Regions from separate parts of the Zea mays genome. Here region 2 is linked to region 1. A link is a contact called in public Hi-C data. All regions are on one chromosome and are shown on one strand. The core of a region is the stretch at or near the end of the contact, and the rest is flanking DNA. Distances in the headings are between cores, read along the strand shown.

Region 1 (7,319 bases), core at 3,467-5,966:
CAATATCAAATATAAGTGCATAACCCCTATATATGCCCTTGCAAACATTATCAAACACATAATAGAGTATCAAAAACTCACTAGACGGTCGGTGGCCGTCTGAGTGCATAACACATCAGGATTCTGAGGATCAGAACCCCTATGCCCTTGCATATACACCTCCACATCCGTGGGCGTACGACCGGATTTGACTTCCTGTACATAAAAGTTACAATGACACATTTCTATGTAATTCAAAAGTTACAACAAACTGTGACTTACCATTCGCTTAGCCAAGCGCACATGACCATCACCACCGTAGTTGTGGAACGACTCGGTCCCACGGTTTCCCCTGTTCCTTTCGGAAATGGCACGAAACTCAGGGGAAGCCCACCATCTGCACAATGCCCGATAACCGTCTGATCGGGTGGCCATCCACGGCACCGACACCTACATGAAATTTTTTAAATAAAGCAAGCAAATACATGGCTTTGTGCGATATGAGAGGCAACAACCTGTTTACCTCTAGGTATTGCTCCTCCGTCAAGTAAATTGATGACCACTCGGCCTTTGTATTTGGCATCGGTCGATCATCAGCATTTGCTCTGTACCATGCCTTTATAGCCTGAATTCGTGCATAGTACATTGCATCTGCAACGACATCGTTCGCGTTAAACTCAAACACGTAACGAGCGTTCATATCATATGATCCATCGTCCGGCAACTTGTACCGTTTCTGCAAAAACCATAGTGTTATCATAAAAGCAAACATATATGGAATAACTAAAATAGTATAAACAAGTCATACCCAGAATGCATCCCAAACTAGTGCCTGTGTGTTGCCAAACGTTCTACAGACACCATAGCGATAATGCTCCCAAGTGGTGGCGGGGACAGACTCGCCAGTAGGCAAAGTCACAAGACCAGGCCAGTGCAGACGAACAAGATTACCAAGAACCATGTTCACCTGCCTGTAGTGTCCTGTGCCTGTGAACGAGTCGTCGATCCAAGTCCTGCAAACAGAAATCAATGTAGGAATTAAAACATAACTTTCAATAACATTTAAGCAAAGATATGTCACTCACTTTCCACTAGGCTTTATCACAACCCGAGATTCGGGTGGAAGCTCTGGAGGTGGTCCAACAAAATGCAGCTTCCTCGTTCTCTTAACTCGAGAAGTTCCAGACCCAGCTGCAGAATCTCCACCAGCCCCAGAATCCCCAGCCCCAGAATCCCCACCAGCGTCGTCTCCAGCATCATCTCCCACATTATCTCCACCATCATCTTCAACATCATCTCTTGCATTCCGCACTTCATCAGCAAAGCGGACATTCCGCACTTCATCAGCAAAGCTGGAATCAAAAGCATCTAGTGCCTTCCATGCATCTGTATCAGCTGGGTGCACCATGACATTTGGATTCTCACGTACCCCTTCTTTGTGCCACCTCATGTGTCTGGCTGTATTCTTGGAGATGAACAAACGTTTCAACCGAGGTATGAGAGGCATGTAACGAAGCTGCTTACGTGCAATCTTCGTAGTCACGGTCAAACCATCGTCGTTTTCAACCTCAACGAATCTACGCTCACCACATACAATACACTTCTTCTCACCTGCGGTCTCCTTCCAGAAAAGCATACAATTATTTTCACAGACATCGATTTTTTCGTAGTCCATACCGAGGCCAGATAACAGCTTTTTAGACTGATACATGTCCTTCGGCATCTTGTGATTCTCTGGAAGTACATCACTGATCAAGTTCAAAAGTTCCTTGTAACAGTTGTTTGAGAATGCAAACTTAGACTTAATAGCCATAAGTCGAGTCACAAATACAAGGACGGTCACTTTTGTGTGCTCATGCAACGGCTCTTCGGCAGCTTTAAGGAGCTCGAAGAACTTCTGAACCTCAGGTGTAGCTGGATCCTCAAACTCGGTGGGTTGACCGGGGTTCTCCGAATCGACGGTTAGAAACTCATGGCGTACATCGTCAAGCATCTCTTCCATCATATCGTAGTCCTCCTCTTCATGTGACTGAACTTCCGATACAATACGAGGAGGTGGGTCCTCACCGTGGTGCACCCACACCTCATAGCCTGGCATATAACCGTTCTTGCAAATATGTATCGACATAGTCCTCCTGTCAAGGAAATTAATGTTCCGACACTTGCTACAAGGGCACCTAACATCGGTTCCAGTCTCTGACCGAGCAAAAGCATGGTCGAGAAAAGCATCAGTCTTGGCCACCCACTCACTTGATAGAGCACCTCTTTTCTTCCAACCTTCATACATCCATCGACGATTCTCCTCCATACTAGCTACGAGACGTTAACTTAATTAGATAAGTAATGCACGGGCCATCCGTTTTTACGAAGAAATCACGCCCCTACATCTGTAGGAAAGGATAGGTCCTAAACCCACCCAGGAGTGACCGACGAGGCCGTGTTTATGACAAGACATGTGGTCGTGCGAAATTTCGGCAGCATAACCCCGCTGTTCTCCAATCGCACGCCTAAAAATGGTGCAATTGGAGAACACAGGGGTTATGCTGCCGAAACTAAGCAGGAGCACATGCCTTTGTCATAAACACGGACTCTGTCGGTCACCCCGAGGCTGTCCAATAAAGGGACAATTCCGGCCCAACATACCTCACATGCGTCACATGTAAGGTGTGTTGGGCCGAAACGGGTGACGTCTAGGTTTCGTTAACTTAATTAGTTATGATTACTAATTAATCACACTAATACAATAGCCACTAATTAACCAAACTAATACAATAGCATTACAAAAAAACATTTCACGGGACCCTAAATCAAATAAAACAACCTTATTTCCGAGGGCTTAATAATTACCCTCGGAAATTAAGAGTTTAAATTATATAGACACCACTACATAACATTATTACGGGTGACAAATCATATAAACTGACCTTAATTCCGAGGGCATAATAATTACCGTCGGAAATTAAAAATTACAACTATCTAAACACCACTAATTAAATTTAGGACCTCGGATATAATAAAATAAACTACAAAACAATATTAATATAATATTAATAATAGATTAATACTAAATACCTTACGGCGGGCGGGCGGGGCGGGCGTCGACGGCGGGCTCGGCGTGGCGGTCGACGGCGGGCGGCCGCGGCGGGGCGGCGGATGGCGGGGCGGCGGGTGTCGGGGCGGCGGGCCTCGACGGCCGCGGCGGGGCGGCGGATGGCGGGGCGGCGTGTGTCGGGGCGGCGGGCCTCGACGGCGGCGGCGGCGAGCGTCTCCGGCGGCGGCGGCGAGCGTCTCCGGCGGCGGCGGCGAGCGTCTCCGGCGGCGGCGGCGAGCGGGCAGAGAGAGAAAGCGAGGAGCGCGCGCGCGTGAAAATGAACCGCGCCGGACCGGTACCGCGTGTTAAAAAAACTTATGTCCGACGGCCTCGTAACTAGCCGTCGGACATAAGGTTATCTCCGACGGCTTTGTCAGTAGCCGTCGGACATAACGTCTTATTTCCGAGAGCCCCTGTTGGCCGTCGGACATAAGGTAATATCCGACGGCCTCGTAGGAAGCCGTCGGCGATAGAGGGACCGTCGGAACTTTCTTCGTTTACTGTAGTGTCGTCAAACTTGACTCCACCACCGGCGTCCGCCTCGTCCTCGTTCACGTCCAACAGCACGTCGACAAAATCCCGATGGTCGTCGCCGTCACACTGGCCGCCACGGCGCCTCTGACGACGGTGGTCCGTGATGACCCGCTCCAGGAAGGCGTCCAACTCCGCGGACGTGCGCGTGGCCTTGGCGTCCAGGCCCATGAGCGCGTCGACCCACGCCAGCCAGGGCACGAACTCCCCCACGGTGACGGTCCCCAGGAGCTCCTCGAAGTCGGCGAACAGCTTCGCGAGCTTCTCGCCGCCGTCGGGCCCGTCGTAGTACCTCCCTCCTTTGTCGCCGTACGTGGCGCGGGAGATGATGCCGTTGGTGTAGGAGATGATGTGGGCGGTGAGGTTGACGACGGCGCCGTCGCGTCCACCGGCGGCGGCGCGGACGCGGGCGAGCATCGCGGCGACCTCCTGCTCCCGGGCGTGGCGGAAGGAGCTGACGCGGCGCTGGCTGAGAAGGTGGAGCACGCAGACGCGTCGGCTCTGACGCCAGTGCTCGCCGTAGGGGACGAAGGCCACGTCGCGGCCGTACACGAGGCGCTCGGCCATGCGCATCCTGGGGCGGCTCGCGAACGCCAGGTCGCGGGTCTTCATCACCTCCTGCGCCGCGGCCGCCGACGAGGCCACCACCGTCGGCACGCGGCCGAAGCGGAGGAGCATCACGGGGCCGTGCGCCTGCGCCATCGCCCACAGCTTCCGGTGCGGCAGGGGGCCCAGAAGAGGCAGGTGTCCCAGGATAGGAAGGCCCCGAGGCGACGGCGGAAGCGGCCGGCCATCGCCGACGCCGCTGGGCGGAGAAGGCTGTTTCTTCCTCCAAGTGGAGAGGAAGAAGAGCAGGGAAAGGAGGGTAACGAGCAGCAGTGCAAGGAACGGTGACACGTCCATGGTTTTCACCGACACTGCACGTATAGGTGGATGGTCCAATAATGAGACGGAAGGAAGATAATAATAGGCACGCAGTGATCTCACGATAAGCATAGGTTGCCCCCCTACTACTCCTGTTTGATGGCGACGGGGGCAGAGGTGGAGAGCAGACGATCCCGCTGGATAACTATTTCTAGACGACAGAGATTGAAAAAAACGAACACGATCCTAACCGTTTCAGAGAAGAGGGAATTGAAAAAAAAAATCCAAGAATACAGATATTTTCGAAGGAAGTCCAAGCAAGCTAGAGGCTACAAAGCAGCACCATGACCCCATGCCAATATGCCATGTACGGTCAAGACGGGTAATGTGGAGAAACCAGACTAAAAGAACAATACCAAACCAACCAACAATTGAACACTATGAAAATGGGCACTACGTTCTGTTCATGTACAAATACAGTACATATATGCAATCCATCAACAATCAAAAGCGTTACAACACTAGCATCTAGCGCAGATACGATACAACACCGAAACGGCAGTTACAAATGAGTTCTCTGCATCTACACGGGAGTCGACAATAAGCACCCGCATGCAGACTTCCAAACTATCCAGTGTCCACAAATAGCAGTTTTGCAAACTAAATACATATATGAAATGATGACACAGGCCACCCAAACAACAAGCCCTAGAGAATCAGACCAACCAACCGAGCAATTCGCAGTGCTCCATATCTTCTAGCATTCACAACCTGACGAACGCTGTTGCCTTCCAGCGCCCCCAACATCAATCGTATCAGGAAGATACCTGCAAAAGTTGGTAAAACATAGATCAAGTTACACCACAAGGCTGCCTGCATGTATGATACATATATGTGAGCTATATACTATTCAAACTTACATATCTTCTTCTGGCTCATTTTTTACAGCATTCCTCGCTATACACTCAAATGCAGCCTCTACATTGAAGCCCTCTTTAGCCGACGTCTCAAAGTAGGGGATGTTTCCCTTTGAAGCACACCATGCTTTAGCCTTCTTCTCAGAAACCTGAAAAGTGAAGAACAAAGAAATTTCACAAAAGTAGAGAATAAATCCAGTGGATAACAACTCGTGACGAGAAATACTCACAGTCCGGCTGTTACCACCATCAACATCGATCTTGTTACCAAGCACAACAAATGGGAAATTCTCTGGGTCTGATGGGCTGGCCTGCATAATGAACAGTGAGTCCTTTTTTTTCAAACACAATGGACATACAGATATAGATCGCGAATAAGCAGGTTAATTACTTGAATTAGGAATTCCTCACGCCAGTTGTTGAGCTTTTCAAATGACTTGGATACGTTGACATCATATACAAGAACACAGCAGTCAGCTCCCCTATAAAATGCCACACCAAGACTTTGAAACCGCTCCTGTCCTGCCGTATCCCATATCTAAGCTTCAGTAAAACAATGAAGTTGTAAGCTAAAATGATAATGGCTCCAAAAAATAGCAGGAGGTTGCAAATTCCATCACCTAATAAACAGATTACAAATATTAAGTCTGACTCAAAAGAAAAAGGAAAAGGTAGCATCAGTTTCATATCATAAACAGTAATTGCATAAGAAAACATTGCTACCTATGACTTAATTAGCATCCTTGACATAATAGCTATCAAGTCAATCGTTATTAACACAAGCAGGTATGTGCTCAGTTGAACCAAAACTCCTATTTATTCATATACACCACATGGGAAAAAACTATGCCTTTTTTAATGGTACAGATAATCAAGCGAAAAGATTAATGAAACATATCCCGATTTGAATAAAGGCATTGATAGTTGATAAATACCAAAGCAAAATTATGGACATAACGGCCCCTGTCCTTTTTAAAAGAACATGGTAAAGATATAGCAGCTCTCCACAGCATCATCATTATGAGCCAGACAAATCATCAGGAAATCCATGAAATTTGGGTACTGCCAAAATGGAAGTGATGAAAGGAAAACAGGTTTTTAAGGAATTGGGCGGCGTAATGATTTTAAGTACTCCCTCTATCGACAAAAGAATACAATTCTCGCTTTTCGAGGAGTCAAACAGTAGGAATTTTGAAAAAAAAAGGTAAAAACATTCATAAAACAAAATAAGTACCATTACAATAGTTATAGAATATATTTTTGTGATAATTTTTTTAGAGATATAAACACTAATATTATTTACTACAAACTTAGTCAAACTAACTCGAGATAGATTGGATACCGTAGTTGCATCTTTTTTGTGGACGGAGGGAATAGCAAACAAACTCAATAGATAGAGTGACAGATACAAACTTGTGAAAAGGAGCATCATAATTTTTTTTTACAGGGGCAATGCCCAAAAGGCACCAAGGCAGAAAGCTGCATAAAATTAATGAGTAAAACTTCATCTCTCAAAAGTCAGACGACGTCTTGGAAGGGAACTACTGCGCACATCCCTGAAATATCCTTCTTAGCTGATTGATGACTGATGTCCCAAACAGAAGCGTCACTGCGAATCAAATTACACATGTAATGGTGTAACTCAACCAAAACGCATATACGTCCAGTAATGGTTTCACTTTCGCTTTTGTTTTTAGTTAGCATCGTATGGTTCAGCGAAAAGCTAACCAGTGGAGAAATGTCTTTCGAAGCAGGCAGCTTAAACTGGAGCTAAATGGACGTAACTTCTGATGCGTACGTCCACACCACCGTAGTGGATGTAGCTAGCTTACCAGAGGAGTTACAGTGTGAACTGAACCCAGCGTGGCACGGTGTGGACTGGAACCACTCGGCATCTCCAATAAGCAACCCACACGATAGAAGGCGATGGTTGTCGA
Region 2 (7,338 bases), core at 3,964-6,463, 140 kb before region 1:
AGAGTATAAGATTATTATCAAAATTGACCTAGAACTTCTAAAATCCGTATTTTGATCATTTTAACTTTGATTTGACCCATTCAAATTGCATTAGCTTCGCAATAAAATTATCTACAAATTAGTAACCCTAATTTATCATGTAACCTGGTTTTTGAATAATTAATGTGTTTACCCTATGTTCATCGAATTAACTTTTCTAATTAAAAATAAGATAAGGTTTTCAGTCCCTAGTTATGATTTGACTAAAATATGCTTTAATCAAGTTATAAGTTGGATTAAAATTAAACTAATGATTTCTTAGGAATATTTTCTCACCTGATTTATATTAATCAACATATAATATAATTCTATTAATTAATTAATTAAGACTTCGGAAAACCATAACTTTATATCCATAGCTCCGAATTTAGCGGTTCTCGAACCCACGACCTTGTAGCGTCGTGTAGATTATTATTACATAGTTTGTTATTATATTTGGTGTGATGTTAATTTTGCCTATACCCTATTTATTTGTATTGCTACGACTAGTGCGAGGTTACGAGTCACTTGAAGAGGAAGTTGATACCTGGAATCTCAAGTCCCTAGCAAGTTGTGCCCTTGATCACTTTTATTTACCCAATAATGTTCTCTATAATCACTTTGGCATGCATAGGATTAATTATGATGGGACCCAATAGGTCACCCTAGTTTGGTTATCTTTATACCTTGTTTACCCCTAAACTATTTGGGTAGTTTTTGCTATTGCTCTTTATGGTTTTGGGATTAATATTACATTATGATCATGTTTCAATTATACTGTTGTTTTATTTATTGTCCATGACAAGATCATTATATTAATTGGAACATGGAGCTTAACTTGAGAAACACGTGCCACCATAAGGGTGGAATGGGACGCCCTTGGCTGACTAATTAAAAAAGCTAGTGGAAGACTACCTTACCCGAAAGGGGCAAGGGTAGTAGGGGAGTAGGCGTGTAGGGAGGTTCTCGGGTTGATTTGGCTGCGATGGCGGTCAGACGAGGGATTCCTACATTACTCTTCCTAGAACTGTAGCGGGTTTTCGGAAGCTAGTGGAACTTTGTAAAGGCCTAATAGTGGATCCCTAGCCATTCACCTCGGAAGTGTCTAAGGGCCTTGCAAACCCTGGCGAGATGGGATACACGACTTGTGGGTACAAGGTACAACCTCTCCAGAGTGTAAAACTGGTATACTAGCCGTGCTCGCGGTCATGAGCAGCTTAGGACTCACTCATGATTAATTTATGGAACTAAATTAAATTTGTCATATACATTGCATCGCGGGTGTTGTTATAATTTTGATCTATTATTACTCTGGTTTGGTATCTACTTGTACTTAGTAATTGCTAATAAAATTTTGACCAACTTTAAAAGCAATGCTCAGCTTCAACCATCCTCTTTGGTAAGCCTTACACTTCACATGAACTCCCACCTTTGGTGAATTCGTGCACATTATTCCCCACAACTTGTTGAGCGATGAACATATGTGAGCTCACCCTTGTTGTCCACCCCCCACACAGGTCAAGAACAGGTACCACAGGATGAGGCGCATGAAGGATGCTATGATGTGTTCGTGAGAGGTCTAGGACGTCGTTTCCCAGTCAACTTTGGGTTGCTGGATCGTTGTCTTCATATGATGTATTTATTTATTTATTTTGTATATAACTCCTATTATATAGTAAAGATGTGACATTCGTTTCTGTACCATGAGTCATCATATGTGTAAGACTTGCTCCTATCACACTTGGTGATTATGTTCGCACCTGGGTCTTGGTGCCCCCGAAATCCGGGTGTGACAGTATAGAATAGAAACAGACTTACCATCTTCTCTTCCAACCGAAATGGAAGCAAACCACTCGAAAAATCAAACTAAGCTAGTATTTATGTTTTTTATTATATTATATTACACCAAAAAATCATTACCATTTGGCTGGTGGGACAATAAACGAACCGAAACTGGTCTGGGTTAGAAGCGAAGCGATGGGAAACGGGGGATTGAACACGTTACCTGGTTGTGGATGATGGCGTTGGTACCCTCTACGCTACGGTGCACATGATGCTGAGGAGGAATCAGTGTTAAGCAAACCGATGGTGGCGGTGCCCTGGTCCGCTAGATCGGAGAGGGTTGCCGCGGCAAGGTCGTCGACGAGGCGGTCCATGGGCGGGCGCGACGTGAGAGCTTCCCCTGGCATAGGGTTCAGTGTGCAGTGGATCTAAGCCTCTTCTCTAGTTGGTAGTACAGTCTGCTTTTGCTGATGGAATTGCGAGGAAGGAACCGACACCAACGGTGGACTCGATGCGACCTGCGGGGGATCGGTGCTGCCACGTGAGGACGAAATCAATTTGATGGAATCCGGAGTAGCAATGGTGGAATTGGTCAGCCATCGTGGAGGATGGAGGAACCTTGGTGGTGAAAGGGACGGGGAGGGGAGGAGCGGTGTGGGTTGGTAGGCGCAGCCACGGCGATCTGTGGGCGAGGGGGAGACTGCGGTTGTCTTAGCGGAGGGGGGCACGCGGTGGCTGAGCAGCTATGCACGCGTCGCGTCGACCTGCTCCTCCCCTCTGCCTTCCAGCCGCTGGAGCCCCACTTCCACTTGCCCTCGTCGCCGGTGGAGGACCCCACGACCGCCAGGGGAAAGCAAATCTGCATGCTCGAGCAGCCCTTCAAGTACCGCAACTTCCTTGCCGTCTTCCATGCCATAATGTGCCGCTAGGACGAGCAGCGCAATGCAGCGACAAGGACGCGTCGCCGTCTTTGCGCCCCGACTCTGGCTCCGGTGATGAAGAAAATGACGGGGACTTACCCGTGGCGCAAAAACAGGATTCATGGGGAAGGCGGGGTGGCGAGCGCGGCAGGAGTGGGGGAACGCGGGGGTGTGGGGAGGAAGAGGGTGAGGTGAGGGTCGGGGTGCCATGGACAGGGGCACAACGGGCAACATTGCGATGGAGGGAAATGTGTGGGGGCACGAAATCGCCTGGGCGACGCCGACGACCAGGGCATGCGGGGCGAGGATGGAGACGTGACAGCCATGGAATCGCGGGCGTCGCGAGAGGGTGCGACGGCTGGATTTTGCGGGGTGATGAAGTCAGAGGCGGGGGAATAAATCGCGCGTACGGATTACGCGGACGCACCGTCGGGTGGGTGCCTTTCATGGCGAGAGTGGGTGAGGAGATTTCGGATCGGGAATGGGGTAGGAAATCACGGTGTTGCGTGCACGAGGGGAGCCGGCCGGGGCGAAGGACGGGGACATGCTTCACCAGGGAGATGTGGCGCCCACGTTCTATTATATAGGGTAGTAGAGATTATTTTGATATTTTGTCTTTTTTTACAAGCGTACACACACAAAAAGGGAAAAAGGGAGAAGGACGAAGAAGAGCAAAAATGTCTAAAATAACATTAAAATCAAGCACATTGTTTGCAGTAAAAAACCAAATATCTCCAATATCTTCTCCTAGTTCTTGAAGGGGATCCACGGCTTGGCTACAAGCGGAAGACCGGAGTTGATATGCACGGCTAATCCGTTCATCTCGGTCATGTCCAGCGACAGCGTCCCTTTCCCGTTCTGGCCCCGGCTCGCCGCCTCCCAGTCAAAATGATACAGCAGGCTCGCCAGGGCCATCTCGGCGCTTCCCTCCGCAAACGCGATTCCGGGGCACATCCTCCTGCCGGCGCCGAACGGCAGGAGCTCGAAGTGCTGCCCCTTGAAGCCGACGTCAGCTGCGGCGGCGCCGCCCAAGAACCTCTCTGGCACGAATTCCTCGGCGCGCTCCCACGTCGCGGGGTCCCGGCCAATAGCCCAGGCGTTGACCAGCACGCGCGTGCGCGCCGGGACGTGGTACCCCAGGATCTCGGTGTCCGCCGCCGGCTCCCGGGGCACCAGCAGTGGCAACGGCGCGTGCAACCGGAGCGTCTCCTTCAGCACGGCCTTGAGGTAGTCCAGCTGCGCGACGTGGTCCTCGTTCACGCCGGTTGAGCCGGCCGCCGCCGCGCGGACCTCGTCCTGGGCTCTCCGCATGGCACGCGGGTGGGTGACGAGCTCCGCCATGGCCCATTCCATCGCCGTGGCTATCGTGTCCGTGCCTGCCGCGAACATGTCCTGCCGAGTAATTTAAATGGGCAACCACGAATGAACCATATCATATCAAATATAACAAATACGAAATGAATTCATGGATCGGTATGTCATATAAATTTATTACCAAGATGATGGCCTTGATTTCGTTGGTCTCTAGTTGGATGCCGTGCTCTTGGTCCTTGTTGTGGACGTCCAGCAACACGTCCACGAAGTCCCGGTCACCGCCCTCCTCCCCGCTGCGAGGCCGCCGCCGGTGGTCATCGATCACCTTCTCGAGCAACCCGTCGAGCGCCTCGAACGTCCGCCTGATCTTCCCCTCCAGCCCCGTGACGGCGTCCACCCAGCCCAGCCACGGCAGCAGCTCCCCGACGGGCGTCGTCCCCACGAGCTTCTGGAAGTCGGTGAGCACTTTCCTCTGCCGACGGCCGGAGTCGAATTCGCCCAACAGCCCGCGCGCGCTCTCGTCGCCGAACGCGGCGCGCGACACGACGGCGTTGGCGTACTCGGTGAGGAGATCGCTGAGGCCGACGGCCGCGCCACCGGCGCTGTCCCGGGCGACGCGTGCGACCAGCGCGGCGGCCTCCTGCTCTCGGACACGGCGGAAGGACCCGACGTGACGCGCGCTGAGGAGGTGGACGACGCAGACGCGGCGCGCCTGGCGCCAGTACTCGCCGTAGGGCGCGAACGCGACGTCGCGGCCGTAGAGGAGGCGCACGGCCATGGCGCTCGCGGGCCGGTTCGCGAACGCCAGGTCCCGCGCCCGCATCACCTCCTCGGCGGCGGCAGCGGAGGACACGACCACGGTGGGCACGCGGCCCAGGCGGAGCAGCAGCACGGGGCCGTGCGCGCGCGCCAGAGACGCCAGCGCGCGGTGCGGCAGCGAGCCCAGCAGGTGCAGGTGGCCCAGCAGCGGGAGGCCCCGCGGCGACGGCGGCAGCGGCAGCCTCAAGCGGTGGCGCGGCGTGGGAGAAGCAGCACGAGCGGGCCTCTTGTTGCCGGCGACGAGGAAGAGGAGGAGGAGGAGGACCGTGAGCGGCGCGGCGACGAGGACCGTGAGCAGGAGAGCGACGGGTTCGAGTGCCATGTTTGAGCTCTCTCCCTGATTGGAAAAGGCTAACGTTTGGAAAGTGAAGGCGGCGGAGACGTTTCGTTATATGCTTTGTTGCCGTCGCCGGCCGAGCAAGCAGCGCCGCCAATGCAAGGACGTTGCAACGTGGGCATGCGCCGTACACGTGTTACACTCTTTCTGCATTGACGTACGTGAAGGCGCAGTGCAGAGAACGTAGCACGCGCTGTCCCAGCTAGGTACCTTGTACAAACAAGCGACGTCAAATAAAATTGTCTTAAGTCAAATGGCTTCGAATCTGACTGGATTTCCTAATGAGAAAAAAAATAAGATCAGAAGTACCTTTTGTTTTTGTTTTTCTAAAGCAAATATGAAACATCTCTATATTTCACTACTTTAAATTCAGAAGCCAGGAGTCAAAAGCATGGTTCAAGGTTCTTTCAAAACTTCAAATCTGTACTATTCTAAAAGCAGCTACTTCTAAAAAAACAGCTTAGATTCCTATATTTTTGTTGGCTTTTGGTTTTTTTAGAGACAAAAATAAATACGAACAAAAGGTTAATATGAACATTTATAGTTTGAGCTTGCGATGAGTGAAAATCAATAGAGTAACATCTTGGATTGAGTTTGATGGACTAACGGAGACATGACTTTATACAACTTATCTTTTGAGTTGTGGCATGCAAGTGTGGAGTTCGAAGATTGTGTTCTATGGTAAGTAGTTTAGTTAGTGGTATATTGGGAATGTGAAATAGTCTTTATAAATGAGAGGGGTGCTGGCTCAATCAGCCATGTCTGTACTGGTTTAGATTTTTTTTGAAAGGACCGTGAGCAGACGGCGATGGGTTGGAGAGGCATGTTTGAGCTGCCTCCCTGATTGAGCGCATGCATGGCTACGTAAAAACAAAGAAAAGAAAATGTCACTTTCTCCTCTCTTTTTTGGGGTACAACAACAACTGCTTCAGAGTCCACGCGTACTACACGCTCGTTGCCAATGCAAACTTGCCCTCTGATGAAGTCTTGAACCGGCCGGCCGTCTTTGCATCGTGTTTTAATAGGTGCACTAGGTGGGTGTCGCAATGAAAACATAGAATATTACAATAACTTATATATAAATATGTGTTACAATATAATAAAAAATAATTTTATAATCCATTTCTAGGTGAGTTGCTGATACGTTGCTACAATTTCTATATATCACAGTTATATAGCAGTTATGTTGCTACGATTTCTATATATCACAGTACAATGCTCGTACGTTGCGACGACATGTAATTTCGTCTTCTTTGAGTGTTGCACGAGCACGACATGTCACGAGAGCTCAAACCAATAAAACTGAATGAAATTAGACCACATGTCAATCAGTGATTGACAAGACAACATATAACTCTTACCTTCAAATAAGTTCCTTATTGCAGCAATTATCAAACCAATTTCAAATAAATATTAAGATGAATTAGAACTGTTTGAACCAACTTGAGAGCAAAATATAAGCTTGTTTGATGCATATCATAGCCATAAATTTACATGGGAGATGTGATTTGTGACATAACCAGAAAATAGGCATACCAAGCATGTGTCCAAGCAACAACAGGGCAACAGAACATGCATTATTGCATTCAAACATGGCATGAGTTGGTAAGGTTTGTTAAACTGAATGCTAAACTTTCCTCCAAGAGTACTCTTGTGTTTTCCTTTGGTGATTACAGAGCTAGCATTTACAGGAAAACATGTAAGCGCCTAGCTACAATAGCAGATGTCGTCCACAGCACCAAGTTCGTCCATTAAAAAGGGACATCAACTTTGGTGGCTACCCTAATAAAATGGTGCCCCTTCCTAGAACACCAACTATAGGCCATGACAAGGGTTGCGGAGCAGAGACCGCTGTGTCACATGCCATCATGTCATGCAGAGATGAAAGCTGCAATTGGAATTTTATAGTTAGCACACATATTGCCATTACATTACTTTTCCACATAACTAAATTTTCGTGGAGCATATAAAGGAGAATTTAGTGTCATACCAAGTCATCTCTCCTTCTGCAGAAGCAAATCAAAAGCCTGAACAAGGGAGCTCTCCAACCTAACTTTTGCAATATCCTGAAAAATTGACTTGGCCTTCTCAGAACTTATAATAAGATCTTGTGGATGCTTAGTAGGCAAACCGACCAGCATTTGAACC

Evidence for each region. Hi-C and Micro-C count contacts between places; a contact is called where the count stands out from the background.
Region 2: a contact with region 1 is called in a Hi-C map of leaf, with 4 times the contacts expected there. The contact joins the promoter of LOC100192876 here to the promoter of LOC103636843 in region 1. A contact is called at or near these places in 7 of 25 Hi-C or Micro-C datasets (bundle sheath, ear, endosperm and 1 more).

The regions. Positions count from the first base shown.
Region 1 is chr8:28,416,541-28,423,859 of Zm-B73-REFERENCE-NAM-5.0, reverse strand. It overlaps LOC103636843 (cytochrome P450 71A1), which reads right to left and starts at 4,716. Exons shown (of 3, transcript XM_020542861.3): 1 at 3,572-4,716. The coding sequence starts at 4,597. LOC100283666 reads right to left here. Exons shown (of 7, transcript NM_001156567.3): 4 at 5,774-5,920; 5 at 5,613-5,693; 6 at 5,386-5,531; 7 at 4,870-5,292. The coding sequence ends at 5,223. It overlaps LOC111589949 (a long non-coding RNA gene), which reads right to left and starts at 120. Exons shown (of 3, transcript XR_002749046.2): 1 at 82-120.
Region 2 is chr8:28,559,332-28,566,669 of Zm-B73-REFERENCE-NAM-5.0, reverse strand. LOC100192876 reads right to left here and starts at 5,213. Exons shown (of 2, transcript NM_001138064.2): 1 at 4,216-5,213; 2 at 3,391-4,112. The coding sequence starts at 5,175. The coding sequence ends at 3,468. It overlaps LOC103635005 (a long non-coding RNA gene), which reads right to left and starts at 3,114. Exons shown (of 2, transcript XR_557065.3): 1 at 2,419-3,114; 2 at 1,872-2,318.